2 separate regions of the Mus musculus genome follow, and region 1 is linked to region 2. A link is a contact called in public HiChIP or PLAC-seq data. All regions are on one chromosome and are shown on one strand. Each heading gives the region's core, a stretch centred on a gene start, on an enhancer-like site or on the middle of the called end of the contact. The rest is flanking DNA. Distances are from core to core; before and after follow the strand shown. Region 1 overlaps E130307A14Rik (RIKEN cDNA E130307A14 gene). Region 2 holds the start of Ccn6 (cellular communication network factor 6).

Region 1 (4,848 bases), core at 392-2,891, 500 kb after region 2:
ACTACACTGCCATCTTTGCCAGATGGATTGCAAAGTCCTGTGATCACTGAAATGACCCAGAGAGAGTCTTTAAACCACAGGATCTTTCTGTTTCTCTTTACTGTACCTAGAAGAATCTGGAAGACCCTCTCCTAATAGCAGATGAAATGAGAAGGTAGATTACACCGTGGGAAAATACTACAAAGAAGCCACACCTCTCGTCTCGGAGAGTCTTGTGCTATTTTCCAGCACAAATAGCTCTATATGACACAACTCAACAACACACAAAACAAAAGAAGCAGCAGAATAATGACATTGTAAAGTAACTTTTCTGTCATGGAATTTTCATTCTGAAAGGGGCCCTGAGTTTTGTTTTATGCAGGAAGGAAGCAGGATCCAAAGAAACTGATTCATCCAAGTTCACTCCAGGGCTATTAGCCCCAGCGATCTAGCTTCAAGGCTGGCGAGCCTATGGCACCTTCTGGGGTTTACTGGTGTTCTTATCCACAGTGACAGAGTTCCTCCCTGAGGTAAACACAGCCTCCTGAACATGGGAGGACTGAGGGAAGATTACCTCTACCCTCTGGTGACTTCAAGAGTAAATGATCATGTCACAACTTGTGCTGGGAGAATCTCTTCAGGGAATTAATTATTGCTGTGATGATATGGAGTGTGGCTTCTCTTGACATGGTTTGGCATATTTAGTTTATAGTGGTTCTATGTGAACCTTAGGCCAACTTAAAATTCCTCAAAACCTTCCTGAAGCTTGAAGACAATAATCTGCAATTATATCAACTTCTTTTAAAGCTGTGTGTGTGTGTGCATGCACTCAAAAATCAGTAATTTTTTTTAAAAATGTGTTTTACTCTTTAAATACTGTGATATTTAAATATAATAGTATTGTTCTGATGCTACAAAAGTGGTACTTTGAGAAATATGGAGAAATGAGATGCCTGAGTAACTGCCCTTGGGAGAGTGTGGTGGCAGGGCTGGCTGCAGGAACAGTACAGTTCACCACGAGGCATAAAACAGCACAAAAGAATCCAACCAGTATAGTTAGCATTCTGGAAGACCTACATCCAAGGGATAGCACATTCCTAACTTCATACCAAGTCTTCCTTTTTTTTCCCCTTGAAAAGTGGGTTCAACTCAGAACACATGGTGAGCAGTTCAGTGCCCCTTCAGTGTGACGGTGTGAGTGTGGATTTGCTCACAAGCTCTTAGCATCGAGCCCAGCAGGTGATCTGCAGAAAGGTCAGCATAGCTGACTTGTGTATTTACCTTCTCAGGGGATGTCTGGGTGTGGTCCCAGGCCACATTTATGGTTTAGGAAGTGTTGAGATTTTGATAAACAATGAGAAGCATGGGCTCGAGTGACTAGGCAGAGGTAACAAGGTCAGCGCCTGCTCACTCTTTTCTAGAAAGTCTTGTGAGGAAGGCATAGTCACAGCCCCCAGATCTCTTATGGCTTCAAAGTTCAAACCACCAGGGCACATCTTTCTTGTCCCATGCCTGACCTCCCTCTGCTCCCTTCACTGGGAAGGTGCTGATGGAAGAAGGCAGCTGGAGAGGGGGGAGGAGAGGGGAGAAGGTGAGGGCAAGAGGACTCCTGCCTGATGGATCCCAGCAGGCTTAGTGTGCAAAGCAGTGGAGATGAAGTAGCTGCTCTGGTATGCGTCCAAGCTGCTGTTCTATTTTTACTCTCTCCTGCATGCTTCTTAGCCCAGTGTTGTTTGCCTGGGCACCTGGATCAGCAGCAAAACATGGAACAGAGCCACTCAGTAAAGCAGGGAGGAAGGAGGCCATTGATGCGGGCTTTGTTGTTGCTGACAGGGAAGAGAGACCTGGAATGTTAATGAGGATAGCTTTCGAAGCATGCCTTCACGGTTAGCAAGGAGTTCAAAGGAGAAGGCAGACTCAGGCCGGTGCTGAACAAATGTGAACTGTTGATAGAGAGACAGAGAAATCAATTATGCTGTTGCAGGCTCCCATGCCATTGTGTTGGAGTTGTTAGAGAAGGTAGGACAAGGACCAGATTTCAAAAGGAAACAAAGCCACATGGCCCTGAAGTATAACGAGTTTGCCATGGCAACTGATGGAAATGAGCCTCCGGGGCCTGAGCAGGTGTGCTATCTTACAGAATAAACATACTTCTCTCACTCCCTGGATTTTATAATAAAACCTGTGTTTGGATTACTTTCCCTCCTCTTTGTTACCCAGAGAAGTTGGCTGTTGCTCAATCAGCCCCAGGCTCTATCGAGGGAAATGTAATCAGTGTTATCAAAGGACTGCGTTGGAAAAGGCTGGCTATAAGCCTGGCTGCCAGCTTCACCACAGAGTGGCAGCTGGCCTCGGGTACCTGCCCGGCCTTTGCCAAATCCCAGGCAATGCCTTGGGCTGAAAGCTGCTGGTTCTGAGTTTATCTGGGTACAACAGTATTGTCTGAACCTCACTGGCATTGGTCAAAGGCTTCTTTCTCTATAACCAGAGAAATGTGTTTGCGTAGTCAGGACCTGACTGATTTAGCATCTTGCATTTTGTCTGTCACGGTTCCTTGAGTTCAAGGACTGATTTTGCTCTCCAATCTGCTGTTATCCACAGTTTGTTTACTTAGAAACTTGAGAGAACTTATGTTTCCCTGGCTTGAAATCCCTCTCCAGTAGGTTCCAGAGCAGTAGATTCTTGGTCTGAAATATACACAACCGCAGAGGTTTTATAAAGAACCCCTAAGCTAGAGACTAAGGAAGCTTACATTTAATTTTATAAGGCCCAAGTCATACTAGTGTGAAATAACCATTCTCAGTATTCTCCTTTGTGACTAGAGAGACATGTCTTCCACTGTAGTTTACAATAAACGTTTAAAACAAGGTGCTCATTCTCAATGGCTCCTAAAACAATTTGTGAGCATGGTCATGGCAAACAGTTGACACGAGGACAGCTTGCTTAGCCAGTCAGCTCTTGGCCTGAGAGGTTGTCTTGGCTGGCCCCTTACATATTGCCTGACCTTTGACCCCAATAAGAAAAGCATGGCTGACTTAAGAACTGATCCAAGCTGTGGTGCAAGGCATTAACCCTCTACTGTTCTTCCTCTACCACAAGCACAGACCTTGACCCTGTCACACTTGTGCTTACATTTAGCTTCTTTTGTCTATAGTCTTATTGAATGCAGTGCCGAGTTCTCCACCCTTCGGAGGTCAGCAGTTACACGATTAAGAAGACACCAGGGAAGAAGGGCTAGAAACTGGCAACCTGGGAGAGGGGCAGCTGACATCCTGACAACATGATTTTGTTATGAAAACATTTTAAACAGATGTCTTTGTCACTGCTCTGTGGCTGTGAAGAGACACCGTGACCAAGGCAACTCTTATAAAAGAAAGCATTTAATTGGGGCTTGCTTATAGTTTCAGAAGTTTAGTCCATTAACATCATGGCAGAGAGAATGACAGCAGGCAGACATGGTGCTGGGGAAGTATCTCAGAGTTCTACATTTGGATCTGTAGGCAGCAGGAAGAGGGATTCTGAGCTTGGCTTGGGCCTTAGAAAACCCAAAACCCACCCCCAAAGACACCCCCCCCCACAAGCCACACCTCCTAATCCTTTCAAACAGTGCCACTTCCTGGTGACCAAGCCTTTGAGTATATGAGCCTATGGGGCCCATTATTATTCAACCCATCACAACAGACTGAAAAACAAACCATTAAATAACGCAACTTTTAGCGGTTGGTCATGGTGGCACACGCCTTTAATCCCGGCACATGGGAGGCAGAGGCAGGTGGATTTCTGAGTTCGAGGCCAGCCTGGTCTACAAAGTGGGTTCCAGGACAGCCAAAGCTATACAGAGAAACTCTGTCTTGGAAAAACAAAAACAAAAACAAAACAACAACAACAACAAAAAAACCAAAAACCCAAATATGCAACTTTTAAGATGCTGCCAAGTGACATTTACAAAAGCAACTTTATATCTATTTTTTTCCCAAGTGAAATCAAATGAATCACGGGTTCAGTGGTTCAGATTCATATACTGTAGTAATAAATACCCCTGTGCTGGACAGTTTTATGTCAGCTTGACACAAACTAAAGTTATCTGAGAGGAAGTTACCTCAATTAAGAAAATGTCTGGGGGGGGGGGGCGAACTCGTAGGGTCTGACCGAGGCCACAGGGAGGCTGCGTCTTGGGACCGGACACCTTGGCGGGACGATGGACCAAAAGAAAAAGCTTGGACGCTACAACCTCCTCCTTGGTAGATCTTAAGATGGAGCTCTTTCGAAAACAAGAAGAATTCAAACAAGAAAAACTTCTAAAAGATTCTGGAGTTTTTGGAAAACCAAAGACAATTAATAAGAAGCCAACAAAATGTGGGTGTTACAAGCCGAGCAGAGAAGGACGCTGGACAAAAGCTTGAGGAGCAGAAGACTTTACACAAAGCAAAGGAAAAATTGGAAGAAAAGGCCAAATTATATGAAAAGATGACTAAAGGAGGCTTTCTAGATGAGGAAGTGGAGGACATGTACCTTGTGGATTTCACACAGAAGATCACAGACAAGCGAAAAGAAATGGAGGTGCTTGGTGCCACGAGAGAGTCCCGAAACGAGGGAGAGGGAGATGATGATGATGAAGGAGAGTTTTCTGAAAAAAACATCGCTCCTCCTCCAGACCCCAGTGAGGGATGGGTGGATTATGTGGACTCTTTGGGCCGATCCCAGCGCTGCATGAGAAAGGATTTACCAAGTCTATTGGAGATGGATAAAAATCTTCAGGGGAGACTTTTTGTTAGTCCTGCTAATGAAAAAACTTTGTTATCTGAAGACATGAGGAAAAGAACTTCAGCGTCAGCAATGGGAGGAAGAAGAAAGGGAGCCCTTGAAAAA
Region 2 (5,638 bases), core at 2,912-5,411:
TGGTCTATTCTTTCTCTTTTCACAGGTACTAAATACCACTGTATCTGATTGTATCACCCCAGTGGTCTACACTGTCTGTGGCTTACCATGTACACTTGTGAGTGTGGGACCTTTGGAGCCCTGCCTGCCCTGGCCATGGCTGCCCTCCATACCCCACCACGCCCTGCTGTTTACACCACACCACACTGTCTCCCTATTGGAATGGAAATATCAACATGGCTGCTTTGAAAACTTGGTCCTTGACTTGTGCTATTTTGGGAGTAGGGGGTGGGAGGCTCTGGTTGGATAGAATAAGCCACTGGGGAGAGAATGGGTGTATTGATCCCATTACCCCTGCCTGCTTCTTGGTCCACTGCAATGTGAGCAGCCTCTGCCATCGTGATCTGAACTGTTCTACCACCTGACTTTTCCCCACCATGAAGGAAGCCCTATGAAACATGAGCCAAATGTTTCTGTCAGACATTTAGTCCTTACCAATGCAAAACTGACTAATATACTCCCTCATGCAATGTCCACTCTCCAAATTGTCCACCTGGAAATGTTTCTTTTCCAGTCTTGAAATATCTTTAGACCATCTCAAAAATTAAAGAGTAACACTGGGGGAAATCCATGAATAAGAGAAAGTCATGCTAGTGGCCTGAGAAGAGAGGAACATTACATACAGAAGAGAAGTGACTTAGCTAAAGAAGCAAGAGGGGGGGCAGGAAAGGTACCCAGAGACGATGCTAACAGGAAAGACAAAACCCCAAGCTGTCAACCTAGAATTCAGTGAGCCTAACATAAAGTGAGCCTAACATAAAGACAAGCAAATGGGGCCAAGGAGATGGCTCCGTGGAGAGATTTACTGCAAATGTGAGGACAGGAGTTCAGAAGGCATGTAAAGCCACACACTGTGCAGAGCATGCATCTGTACCCCAGCAGTGCAGAGCATGTGTCTGTACCCCAGCAACGCAGAGCATGTGCATGTACCCCAGCAACACAGAGCATGCAAATGTACCCCAGCAATGCAGAGCATGCATCTATACGCCAGCAACACAGAGCATGCACCTGTATCCCAGCAATGCAGAGCATGCGTCCATACACCAGCAATGCAGAGCATGCATCCATACACCAGCAATGCAAAGCATGTGTCCATATCCCAGCAATGCAGAGCATGAGTCTGTACCCCAGCCACAGAGCATGTCCTCCAGCACACCAGATGGAAGGTGGAAACAGGAGCGGCCCAGAAGCTCATGGACCACCTGTCCCATGTAAGCCAGGACAGGAAAACTGTCTCAACCACAGTGAACGGCGAGACCCAACACCTGAGTGGCATGCACAGAGAGTTTTTAATGAAGGAATAAAACATTCCAGATAAAAATATTTTTTTTTTTTTGGCTAGGAGACTCATCTCACAAAAATTACCAAGGAAATTATAATAGACTGTAATATAAAAGTACACAAACTAGGTCTCATAAGAAAGAGAAAATATGTTGATAATATAAGGAAGTTTGCATATTTTTCTTTTCAGACCACAGAATGAAGCAAGAGAATGTTCTTAAAACAGAGCTGAGCTTTGGGCCAGCTCTGTGATCTTAACTAATTTCCTATTATTTGTTCTTTGAGCATCAGTCTTCTGTGAAATGAGCTTAATATGCTCTTGGTACAGTTGTTTAGACAGTTAAGGTGATTAAGATAAGGACTAAATGTCTGGCATAGTGTTTGATATCTAGTGGCTATTCACCATATCAGTGATGTCATCAAACCCTTGGTTATGTTTGTAAGTGTGCCCCAGGAAAGTTTGGCCTAGGGGTAAAAATAGAAGAATCAGTGCCCCAGGCTTGCAGGCAACCAGTCTAGATGAAACCACAAGGCCCAGTTTCAGTGAGAAACCCTGACTCACAAAATAAGGTGGAGAGTTAGAGGCAGGCACTCAGTGCTGTACACTGACTGCCATGTAGACACAGACATGAGCACATGCATGTGTGCTCACACTTATGCCATATGTACACACACCCCTGGTCATCACTACTCATAAGTGGACTCTGGGGGAGCAGCTGTCAGGAGTGTGCTGACCTGACCAATGGATTCACACATTTGTAGATTCGCAGTTGAATGGACAACTGGAAGACTGCACCTTACTGAAGTGCATCACTGGGGCTGTATCAGTACATCTTGTCTCCTGCCTCTACTAGCTCACAGGTGATTCCACTAGGCTGCTCTCAGGGACCTAACATCTGCTTACATCATCACCTGCCACCATCACCTGCCCCTGCCACCAGGTGCAGCAGATGCAGGCTGTGTATAAAAGGACTGCCTGACACCCAGCTCTCTCTGTTCTCCACATTCTCTCTCTCTCTCTCTCTCTCTCTCTCTCTCTCTCTCTCTCTCTCTCTCTCTCTCTCTCTCTCTCTCTCTCTCTTTCTCTCTCTCTCTCTCTCTCCCCCCTCTTTATCCTTGGAGCCCCTTTCTCCCCTCTCTGCTGCCCCCCATCATGGATCACTTGATGCCTCTACTCCTTCCCCAGGCCCCCACTCTTCTCCCTTCCCCCAATAAACTCGCTTATACCAGATCTGTTGCATGGCGTAATTTCTCAGGGGCACACCTTGCCTCTTTATATTTCATAACATCCTCTTTCTCTGTTTTTTCTCTCTGTGAGATGAGTTGCCTCCTCTATCACACACTTCTGCTGCCATGCTGTGTCTCATCAGAGGCTGAAATGTCCAGCCAAGAACCATGAACTTAAACCGAGAGCCAAGATAAACCTTCCTTTAATTATTTTTCAGGTATTTTATCACCATGACCAAAACAAAGCAAAACAACAAACAAACAAACAAACAAAAAACCCACACATAATTAAGGCAAAATTAATCACGAATGATAATTTGTGGTCTAAGTACAATATCTCTTTGTATTTGCACTTGTTTTCTATTCTGTACATTTCTCTGTGTGCTAGAATATTTGCTGTTTAAGAACATGCTCTAAAAAAAACTAAAAAAAAAAAAAGAACATGCCCTAGTCCTCAGTTGACAGTAACCACCTGCCTCTCCTGAGAGTGTAGAACAGGAGAGAGCTGGGCACAGAGCTATTGAAGAAATGTCCTCCAGCTGTGCCAGCAGGAAGAACCCATCGCTGAGATCCTTCTTAGGAGCCTTCTGAAACCTCACACCTCTAGACGGTATAACAACTCCCCTTACTGTATAGAATACCTCTGCTGCCCCAGCCATGTTCAGCTCCAACTCCTTACCCTTCCATGTTTTCTATGTCACCGGAAGAGGTCAGAGCCAGCAGTGACCTTCATGTAAATAAATCAGCAAGTAACTCTGTCTGCTTTAATCTTCTCAATCAAAAACACTAAGGCAATGAATTGCTCATTTTAAATTAAACTTCATATGCTCTGCCCTCCGAATTATTTAGAGCTTCCACGGACAGATTCACTCACAAAAAGTGAAAGACCCAAGGCTTGAGAAAAGATAAAGTAAAAGTTTAACACTAAATGTTCCTTCCTAAGCGTTCCTTTCAAACAAGGACAGGCTTAGCTGGGGGAAAAAAAAAAAATCATTGCCAAACCCGTTTTTTTGCCAGGAGCTCTTTGCATGCTACAAGCTGTGAAAAGGCGAGCCCGCCTGCCCTTGTGTTCGCCCGCCCGCGCCTGCAACCTCTCATGAAGGGATCATGTTTACAGCTGTGGCCGTCAGTGCTACCCATCCGAGAGCTGGGGTGGACTGTGTAAATAGACATAAGGGAACACTAGTGGACTGTTCACACATTGCAAGAAGGCTTCAGTGTGTACACCTCAAAGGGGGAAGTGTCCAGCATCGAGACGAAACTCCCAAGCTAAAACTGAACGTTCTGGAAAGGAAAATGGCTCCCCATTTCTCATTAAATAATTACCCGTATATTTCCCCCATTTCTACCTTGCAGCTGTACTTTGGGCCTGGAGATGTACAGCTGGAGTCTGAATGTGAAACAAGGACTTACCTGTGTCAGCCCAGTCATGAGCAGAGTGCAAAAGAGGAGCCTACGCATGATGCCGGGAGGATGGAGAGATGGAGAAGCGCCAGGCACAAAGCTCCCCTGTCTCCTGCACAAGGAACCACGTCTCCACCTCCTGGGCTTCAGACTCCCGGGTTGCACTTTCCGTCTGAGGATCTGTCCCAGTGCCCTGCGGATTTCACTGGACTTCTAGAAGCTCCTTGGGTCTGCACGGTGTGCGTCAGGAGGGGCCAACACCTTCCTACAGGGACTCTGCGAGAGCAAGTGGAGGTTGTTCTCTGAGGGAGGACGGACATCCTGTTCTTGAGATCCAAGCCCGTCTTCCAGGAGTTGGGTGGCATTGGACATCTTTCCCACCTTGCCCTTGGTCTCTCTGATTTCTCTGCCGGGTGTTGGTCCAGTCTCTCCCCATTTCATGTCACTTGAGTTTCATGTCCTACCAACAGCAGATTCTAGAGGCCTTTCCTGAGCTGGTGAGCAGCCCCCACCCCATGTCGTCCTATACTCCGACACATCTCACCCCTGGGGCAATGGTAAGGGGTTAACCTAGTGGGTGTAAGTAGACTCCCCACAGCACATTTGCTTAAACTAGGCTCCTATCTGCAGTTGTAGTTTTGTGGGAGACAACAGAAAATTAACCCTAGGTTTCCCCAATTAGGTTTTCCCAATTAGATTTTCCCAATTAGAAAATTGGAGTGAGAATTTTTTTTAACATACGAAACACTACAAGATGCCCATTAATACATATAATTTTGTTTTTGTGTATCAGTTAAAACAATCTTTAAAACTCTAAAAAGTAAGTTACTCTGAATTTGAACCATTTCTCCAGAAACACACCATGTGTGCACACACATGTGGCCACCAGCCTGTCCCCTCCTGTGTTGTCACCAGGACAAGAGTTAAGAGTATCCATTTTAACCTTTGTTCTTTCTCTGTCCAAGTCTTGTCTTCCTGAAGATCCAGCAGGCGAAACCTACCTTCCCACAGCTCTTCTCCCTTTGGCCTGTCACGTGATCTACAGTGTCCGGGCCTCTTTCTTCCCACCCTTATGAGCATGAATTTAGCACATAAGTAAGGCCTCCCACAGCGGTGACCTCTGGGAGGCTGTGCTCCCACAGAGCCAATAGCACATGAGCATGCACACATCACAGTAGCCTGCAGCTATATGTGCACTGGGCCACCCAGATGGTACCCTTCTTAGTTAGGGGTTTACTGCTGTGGACAGACACCATAACCAAGGCAACTCTTATAAGGACAACATTTAATTGGGGTTGGCTTACAGTTCAGAGGATCAGTCCATTATCATCAAGGTGGGAGCATAGCAGTATCCAAACAGGCATGGTGCAGGCATCTCAAGGCAAACAGGAGAAGACTGACTTCCACACAGCTAGGACAAGGGTCTTAAAGCCCATGCCCACAGTGACCCACCTATTCCAAAAAGGCCACACCTCCAAATAATGCCACTCTCTGGGCCAAGCTTATACAAACCTCACAGTACCCTTTTCATTTGCCACCCTAAGGTCTTGGATCAGTTAAATGTCTGGCAAATGGATCTTGAAGAAGGGCTTATGTTGGCTCACACTTGGAAGGCACAGTCAATCATGGCAGGGAAGTCATGGCAAGAACATAAGGCCACTGTTCACAATGCATTCACAGTCGGGAA

Evidence for each region. HiChIP or PLAC-seq counts read pairs in DNA pulled down with a chosen protein or histone mark.
Region 1: an H3K4me3 HiChIP or PLAC-seq map of embryonic basal ganglia shows a contact between it and region 2, with 4 times the contacts expected there. The contact joins the enhancer-like site here to the promoter of Ccn6 in region 2. A contact is called at or near these places in 5 of 15 datasets of contacts at CTCF or cohesin (CD8 T cells, the NIH/3T3 cell line, large pre-B cells and 2 more), 9 of 484 Hi-C or Micro-C datasets (the HPC-7 cell line, bone marrow-derived macrophages, embryonic fibroblasts and 4 more), 18 of 115 datasets of contacts at active chromatin or transcription factors (the NIH/3T3 cell line, T-cell acute lymphoblastic leukemia, Th17 cells and 14 more) and 2 of 9 other capture datasets (adipose tissue and embryonic stem cells).

Annotation. Positions count from the first base shown.
Region 1 is chr10:39,657,905-39,662,752 of GRCm38.p6, forward strand. All of the region lies in intron 2 of E130307A14Rik (RIKEN cDNA E130307A14 gene), which reads right to left. It also overlaps the pseudogene Gm8899. Among named protein-coding and RNA genes, the nearest start is that of Gm16364, 47 kb to the left of the region's middle. Within about 2 kb of position 1,642, at least 212 of the 459 cell types and tissues checked have an H3K27ac peak or open chromatin away from gene starts, as enhancers often do. A contact at or near this core is called in the NIH/3T3 cell line, astrocytes, craniofacial prominence and 12 more, where this site is marked.
Region 2 is chr10:39,159,633-39,165,270 of GRCm38.p6, forward strand. Ccn6 (cellular communication network factor 6) reads right to left here and starts at 4,162. Exons shown (of 5, transcript NM_001127376.1): 1 at 3,961-4,162. The coding sequence starts at 4,008.